Regions from separate parts of the Mus musculus genome. Here region 2 is linked to region 1. A link is a contact called in public promoter capture Hi-C data. All regions are on one chromosome and are shown on one strand. Each heading gives the region's core, a stretch centred on a gene start, on an enhancer-like site or on the middle of the called end of the contact. The rest is flanking DNA. Distances are from core to core; before and after follow the strand shown. Region 1 holds the start of Cnih4 (cornichon family AMPA receptor auxiliary protein 4). Region 2 has its middle 5.7 kb from the start of Gm32767.

Region 1 (3,352 bases), core at 493-2,992:
ACCCTCCTTTCCCATCTGATCTCATGATGACCCTAAGGAACCATGAGCTCCTGATCTTTACCCATCACACAAAAATAAGCATGCCTGCCCTGCACCTTGCTCTGACCAGTGACTGCAAATATCTGTCCCCTTTCCCCTGTAGATTTCTTCACTATTCTAATTCCACACACTCCTATAGTTTACATGAAATCTACTCTGACCATTTCCCACCTACTCTCTGTAACGCAATTACTCCAACAATCCTACAACACTGTAAAATCTGAATTCTCACCAAAATGTGCCCTGACTGTGTAACCACTGTTCAACATTCCAGCTAACATGTACATATATACATGATCTGTTATACACCAAGACTGTTTTAATGATCAAATTTTCCAAACTACAAAAATAATAAAAAATTGTTGTTGCATTTCTGTCAAACAGCTCTGGTCCCTTATATCATAAGCTAAACAATGGTCATTGGAACTTAGGTAAGAGATCTTGCCCTTTTATTCAGTTCCTCAAAGCTAATAAAACACAGGGCTCTTTGCATGAGAAATCATCAAAGTAAGAACTGCTGCTAGATAATTTCAATTGGGCAGCCACTGGGTGTTTGACACAAATTCTCACTGTGTATATTTAGGAAATACATATCTACAATCCTAAAGAAAATCGAAGCAGGTAAGATACAGTACTGGGCAAGGTTCATAGTTCCAAAGTTTGTTTCTTCCTATTAAGACAAACTGTCAGTTCATCATAAAAGCGGGAAATATATTCTGTGCAGCCATTCCAGGGCTGCACAAACAAAAAGTTCAATTCGATCAGAAAAGAGGACGTGATTTCATAGGGAAAGGGGCAACAGCCACAGGTCCTGGAGCACTTTACTAGTCATATCTAATTACTTAAAAGTGGTCTGTGCATTACACTACTGCATTACAGCAGCGTGCTGTAACAAAGACTATCATCCCCCAAGGACTGAGAGTACTGAAGTCACATCACACAACTACTACAGTGCTAGGCTGAAGAACACCATGTACTGGTCTGGAAAATACTGTTTGAAACCTGTAACAGAAACAACTATAGAAAATACTGAATGTTAACACGGATTTTATATATATATATATAAAGTTTAGAAACTGGGGATTAAGCCACAGGTATAGTTACTGAGTTTACAGATAGTCCACTGCGGAAGGCAACCAGAAACACTTTGTGGATGCTTCTTTCAAAAACCCTAAAGAACTGCACGTGAAGGAAGCACACCGCCAGTTCTTGGAATGAGTCATCTCCTGGGTGTGGGGAGTCTCCAGAAGGGCAGACACCCACAAGGACAAAGGGGCAAGGGTGCTGCCGGGGACTAGAGAAGGCGGCAAAGCCTCAGGCCGGCCGGCTATGCCCCTGAACGGCTTCGCTCTCTCGGGGACCCCCGGCGGCCCAGGCAGGCGAAGAGGAGGCAGGGGGAGCTGGCTCAGGCCCGCCCGAGGCGCAGCGAGGCTCCTCCGCTCGCGACCCGGGCCCGCGCCGCCGCCCCCTCACCCCAACCTGCCAGCGCCCGCCGGGCCCACCCTCTGCCCATTGCCCCGGCGGTAGCCCTGGGAACGAGCGGCGGCCGCGGCCCGCTTCAACCAAGGATACGAAGTAGACGGAGAGGAAGATGAGCGCGCAACAGTCGAGGAGCGAGAAGAGGAACACCACCGCCTCCATCCTCCGCCGCCGCTCCGCCCGTCAAACCAGCTTCGGGCCGCGCCGCTGGGATAGGCGGCATGCCGGGAGTTGTGGTCCAAAAACGCCACCTCCGCGACGCGATGCATGATGGGAAATGAAGTTCACTAGTGCCCAGGGAGCATAGCAGGTGGACCTCACCCTCATTTAGTATCCACTGCATGAAGTTACTCACCCTGTATGAAATTTTCTGTCTCTCTTTTACTTTGTATCCATCCTTCCTTGCCTATCATATGAAATTTTCTGTCTCTCTTTCACTTTGTATCCATCCTTCCTTGCCTATCATTGTTGGTTTCTGTGGAATGCGCTTTGTATGCGAGTGGTATGATCTTGCTCTGTAAGCCCAGCCTGGCCTCTAACTTGGGTCTCTTTGCATTGGGATTATTGGCATAGGTCTCCACACATGGCTGCTTTAACGCCTGTTCTCTACCCTCCTGCATTCTATAACTTTTCATCTCAAATACAAAGCCACTGAGTTCTGCTCTTCAGTTCCTGACCTGTTTCCCCAGCACTTACCCAGTTGCTTGCCAATTCTTGATAACAGCAAGCTTTCTCACCTCTGAATTTGAAGAATTTTACAGAATCCAGTTATCAACCTTTTTTTAAAGAGGGAGGCAAATAATTTTTACTACACCCTTACTATAGACCAAGAGCTACTGTACACTTCAAGTGCAGAGATGAACAGAGCAAACAACTGCTCTGGTGGTTAAAAGGGCAATAAAGTAGCAACTAAATATTCAAAACAGAACTTGGGTGGGTTCTGTTGCCTTTGGAAGCCAATTCCAGCAGCCATTCACTCGCTCATCCATTTATTTAACTTTCATTTTAAATTTAAATTTAAAGCAGGTAGTGTATGTGAGGCACTGTTCTAGGTCTTAAGAGACACAATGAACAGAGAGGGGAGGCACCCACAAGCCTGCACCTTGCATAGTAAGTGTAGGGGAGATAGAATAAACCACAGAAATTAAAAGCAGTCCCAAGTACCCTGAAGGGCAGGAAGAAACCCCTGAAGAGCAGCAGAGACCAGGCTGAGGGTTTCACACAGGGTTGGACGATTTACAAGGAGCAGAGAGGCCCAAGACAGTAGGCACTTGCTGTGCTTAAAAAGAAAAAAGAAAAAAAAACAGGATGGGGTAGGGGGTGTGCTGGAGGGATGGCTCCCTGGATTCCATTCCCAGAATCTGGATGGCAGCTCACAACTGTCTGTAATTCCATCTCCACGGATCCAGCACCCTTTTTACCACCACACTGGGCCTGTCCTACATCCCTTAGATGGTCTTTTATCCTGAGAAAATGTAATAGCTCACACCACAATTAACCACAATTATTTTGTTTGTTTGTTTAAATTTTTTAATGTATGGGTGCTCTACCTGCATATATGTCTGCATGCCAGAAGAGGGCATCAGATACCAATATAGATGATTGTGAGCCACCATGTGGTTGCTTGGAATTGAACTCAGGACCTTTGAAAGAGATGTCAGTACTCTTAACCACTGAGCCATCTCTACAGCACACACACACACACACACCCCACCCACCCCCACCCCCGCTAACCACAATTATTAAATTACCATTTCCCATTATGATGAATTTTGTCTTAATTCTACCTAAAACTCAAAAGCATTGTTGCAATGTCAAATACCGGGAAATGTAG
Region 2 (3,352 bases), core at 581-3,080, 390 kb before region 1:
GCACCTGGTAGAGGAAGATGCTCACCCGTGTCACAGCGCCTGGAAGCCACGGAAGAGACGAGGCTTGCTTTTGAACTCAAGGTCCATGACCATGGGTCTTAGTCAGGGTTGCACTGCTGTGAACAGACACCATGACCAAGGCAACTCTTATAAGGACAACACTTAATTGGGGCTGGTTTACAGTTTCAGAGGTTCAGTCCATTATCATCAAGGTGGGAGCATGGCAGTATCCAGGCAGGTATGGCACAGGCAGAGCTGAGAGTTCTACATCTTCATCGGAAGGCCTCTAGGAGAAGAAGGCTTCCAGGAAGTTAGGACGAGGGTCTTAAAGCCCACGCCTACAGTGATACACCCACTCCAACAGGGCCACACCTTTTAATGGTGCAGCTCCCTGGGCCGAGCATAGACAAATCATCACACGGTGTTGAGATAACTTTCTTTTTTTTAACTTTGTGTAAAGGTATGTCTCTGTATTTTCAATTGTTGATTCCGTAGGACAGAAAGCTAAATGCTGGCAGGAGAGTGGCATTGTTATGTCTACAGCCTTCGCCAGCCTTATGTTTGTAAATAGTTGTCCGTCCGCACCTGCTTAGACACTTGAAGGTAATCCTAGAGGCAGATTGTCTCACTGCTGATTGGTTGTAAATAAAGATCTCACAGCCAATAGCTGGAGCCGGAAATGGAGGGTGGGACTTCTGGGCACGGAGATTGCGGCAAAGGGAGAGCCGACCCAGAGGGAACAGACAAGGACTGAAGATGAGCAGAGAAAGCTATAGAGCTAGCCATGTGGCCAGTTGTAGGCTAGTTAGTCAGGTTAGGTATAGAATAGCCAGGAGACTGCCCAAGCAAAAGGCCTCGGCTTCAAACTATATAGAAGACTCCATGCGATTATTTATACTGCTGATTGTGTCGGAGAAAGTCCCACTATAGCCATGGCATAACACCCAGCTTCCTCCCACTAGCACCCCTCTCTTAAGGAGCCCACCACCTCCCAGTTGTGTGACACCGGGGATCAAGTTTGGGCTTCGGGGTATTTCAGATCAAAATTGTAGCACGAGTTCACTGAACAAGCTGGGCTCCCTTTGACGTCCTCTCTCAGGGTCACCCCACCCTATCCCTTGGATAAAATCCTGAGCTGGAATCATGGTTCTTCCAGCCTTTCTCATAGAATGGGACCTCTATCGAGGCGGATCGTCTAATGTTCCCACAGGCCCTCTGCAGGAGTGTGGCCTCCCTGCTAACACTGCGCACCCTGATATTTTTATACACCAGAAAAATGATTTTAATCACGTGTAAGAATACAGGGTGGCTCGTGAGGTTGCCTGACTGTAGAGGGACCCATAACACAGAGAGAAAGATGAAAGAGAAAGACCACCCAGGAGGTCCACAGAGTGAAGAGTTCCGTCTCTCCAGGCCCACAGACAAGGGGGATTCACGGTGCATTTAGGAAAGTAACCCCACACCTACCTGGTGTCCTAGAAAACGTCCTGATAATACTAAACTCTAAACTCTTTTGTTCCCATCCTAGAGCCCTTAGGAATTGAGTCAGCCACAAACTTCTGAATAGGGACCTGCCCCTCCACGAAACAACTGCTTTCTTGACCCAAGCGCCAACCGTATCTCCTTGCAGCAGTCTGTGGAAGGAGGGGACACCCCTCTCACCCAATTTCTCTTCTTCAGTGTTTGCTATTTCTCGTCAAGACCCAAGCTACACCTCAAATTTTGAACCCCATCCATTACCTCAGAAGTCATCCACACTGCCCCAATGGCGGCGGAAGACAGGGGTTCATGGTCTGTCAGTTCTTACTTATGAACACTAGGTGGCGACATTGCAATGGGAAGATGAAACATTGCTGCGTTCCTATGAGAAACCAACACGCTGGTGAAGAGATTGGTTTATACACCAGGATAACAAGCCCAGCGGCTGGACTGTATGTCGATGCCGATGCGATGCCGAGCTGAGCGAGTGTATGAGGTGCTTGTTAGTAGGGAGTTGCCTGTATTTGATCGTTACGCGATCTCCCGCAGAGCGCCATCCTGTCACCGCAAGTTTTCCCAGGGAGAGACCAAATAGGTCATCTTGAAATCAATTTATTGTAGTCCCTGAAACCTATGTCATAATAATCTCTAAGACAACTCCGAGACCAGGATTAATAAAGACACACAGTCTCTTGTAAACTGCTGGGAGAATAGGCGTCAGGTATTCTCATCAGAAACAATGACTGCGGGGTAGATATATTAGTTGGCTTGATCTGGTCATTTCATAGTGCAGAGATAACACCAAAACATTGAGCCGCACCCAATCAATAGCTATAATTACTTGTGAGTTAAAAAATAATAATAAAACAGGAAAGTAAAACGTAAAAGAACTAAAAGCAAAAAGAAGTCTACAGGTGTCTCTGTGTCGGGACACACATTTCTGAGTTTGGCTGACTTGCCCACATTCCTAGGAAGGACGTAGGTGTGGCTGTATGATCAACTTCAGCAGTTTTAAGTGCCTACTATGTGCTTTGGTCCCAAGGCTCCTGCAAGCCTCAGGAAAGCCCAGTTTTCTCATATTCTACCCTCAGACGTGCAAATAGAGACTCTGAGACTGGGAATTTGAGGGAAGCAGGAAGGTGGCTGTTCCCTGTTCCCTGTCCACCCTATCATGCTATACAACCAGGACCACTCCTGAAAGTTGACCCGGGAGGTCCTGGGATCCTGAGGGCACTCAGCTTCCCTCTTGCAGGCACTCTAGCTGAATCTGTGGATCTCCTCTGCCCCCTGACCCTTGGTGCCTGGCTGAACTTTCCCATCAAGACAGCCCAGAAGAAGAGGGACTCTGACACTCAGCCAGGTACCACTCACCTTCAGGTCTGTCCTCTACGCACAGGATCATGGAGACAATGGCTTTCGCCCCAGCTCATGGGTCTTTCCTCAAATGTTTATCCCCCAAAGGCAGGGAGGAGTAACAGTTGTGCTGTCCTCTGAGCTCCTGTGCAGCAGGAGACAGAGACTCTGCACCCAAGCAGAGAAAGCCCACGAGGCAGGCACCCAGGAGTTAACTCCAGCACCACAATACCTCCTAGCTCCCCTTCATTCTTTGGATCCCAAGTGATGGCCAGAGATCACTCTTCTTGTATTAAAAACCAACAATAATTAAACACCCTGCAGTGGCCTGAGAAGGAACCTCTAAACAGTCTTAGCCAACTTTTCTTCCCGCAGCAGCAGGGGGCGCTGCTGGGGCTGGAGGTCACTAGGTGTCCACTTTGCCAGAAAACTCTTTAAGCTTGAACTTATCATCAAGTCCTTTGGAAAATTCTGGACTTTAAGACTTTAGTCAATGACTTACTCTGGAACATTTAAATGA

The links. Promoter capture Hi-C pulls out the DNA fragments that hold promoters and counts their contacts.
Region 2: a promoter capture Hi-C map of hippocampal neurons shows a contact between it and region 1, with 5 times the contacts expected there. The contact joins the enhancer-like site here to the promoter of Cnih4 in region 1. A contact is called at or near these places in 10 of 39 promoter capture datasets (the 3T3-L1 cell line, 3T3-L1-derived adipocytes, cranial neural crest and 6 more), 1 of 15 datasets of contacts at CTCF or cohesin (embryonic stem cells), 4 of 484 Hi-C or Micro-C datasets (the G1E-ER4 cell line, embryonic stem cells and nephron progenitors), 5 of 115 datasets of contacts at active chromatin or transcription factors (bone marrow-derived macrophages, fetal liver, large pre-B cells and 2 more) and 2 of 9 other capture datasets (embryonic stem cells and liver).

The regions. Positions count from the first base shown.
Region 1 is chr1:181,149,321-181,152,672 of GRCm38.p6, reverse strand. Cnih4 (cornichon family AMPA receptor auxiliary protein 4) reads right to left here and starts at 1,742. Exons shown (of 5, transcript NM_030131.3): 1 at 1,612-1,742. The coding sequence starts at 1,680.
Region 2 is chr1:181,544,074-181,547,425 of GRCm38.p6, reverse strand. No RefSeq gene overlaps it. Among named protein-coding and RNA genes, the nearest start is that of Gm32767, 5.7 kb to the right of the region's middle. Within about 2 kb of position 1,830, at least 22 of the 459 cell types and tissues checked have an H3K27ac peak or open chromatin away from gene starts, as enhancers often do. A contact at or near this core is called in hippocampal neurons, where this site is marked.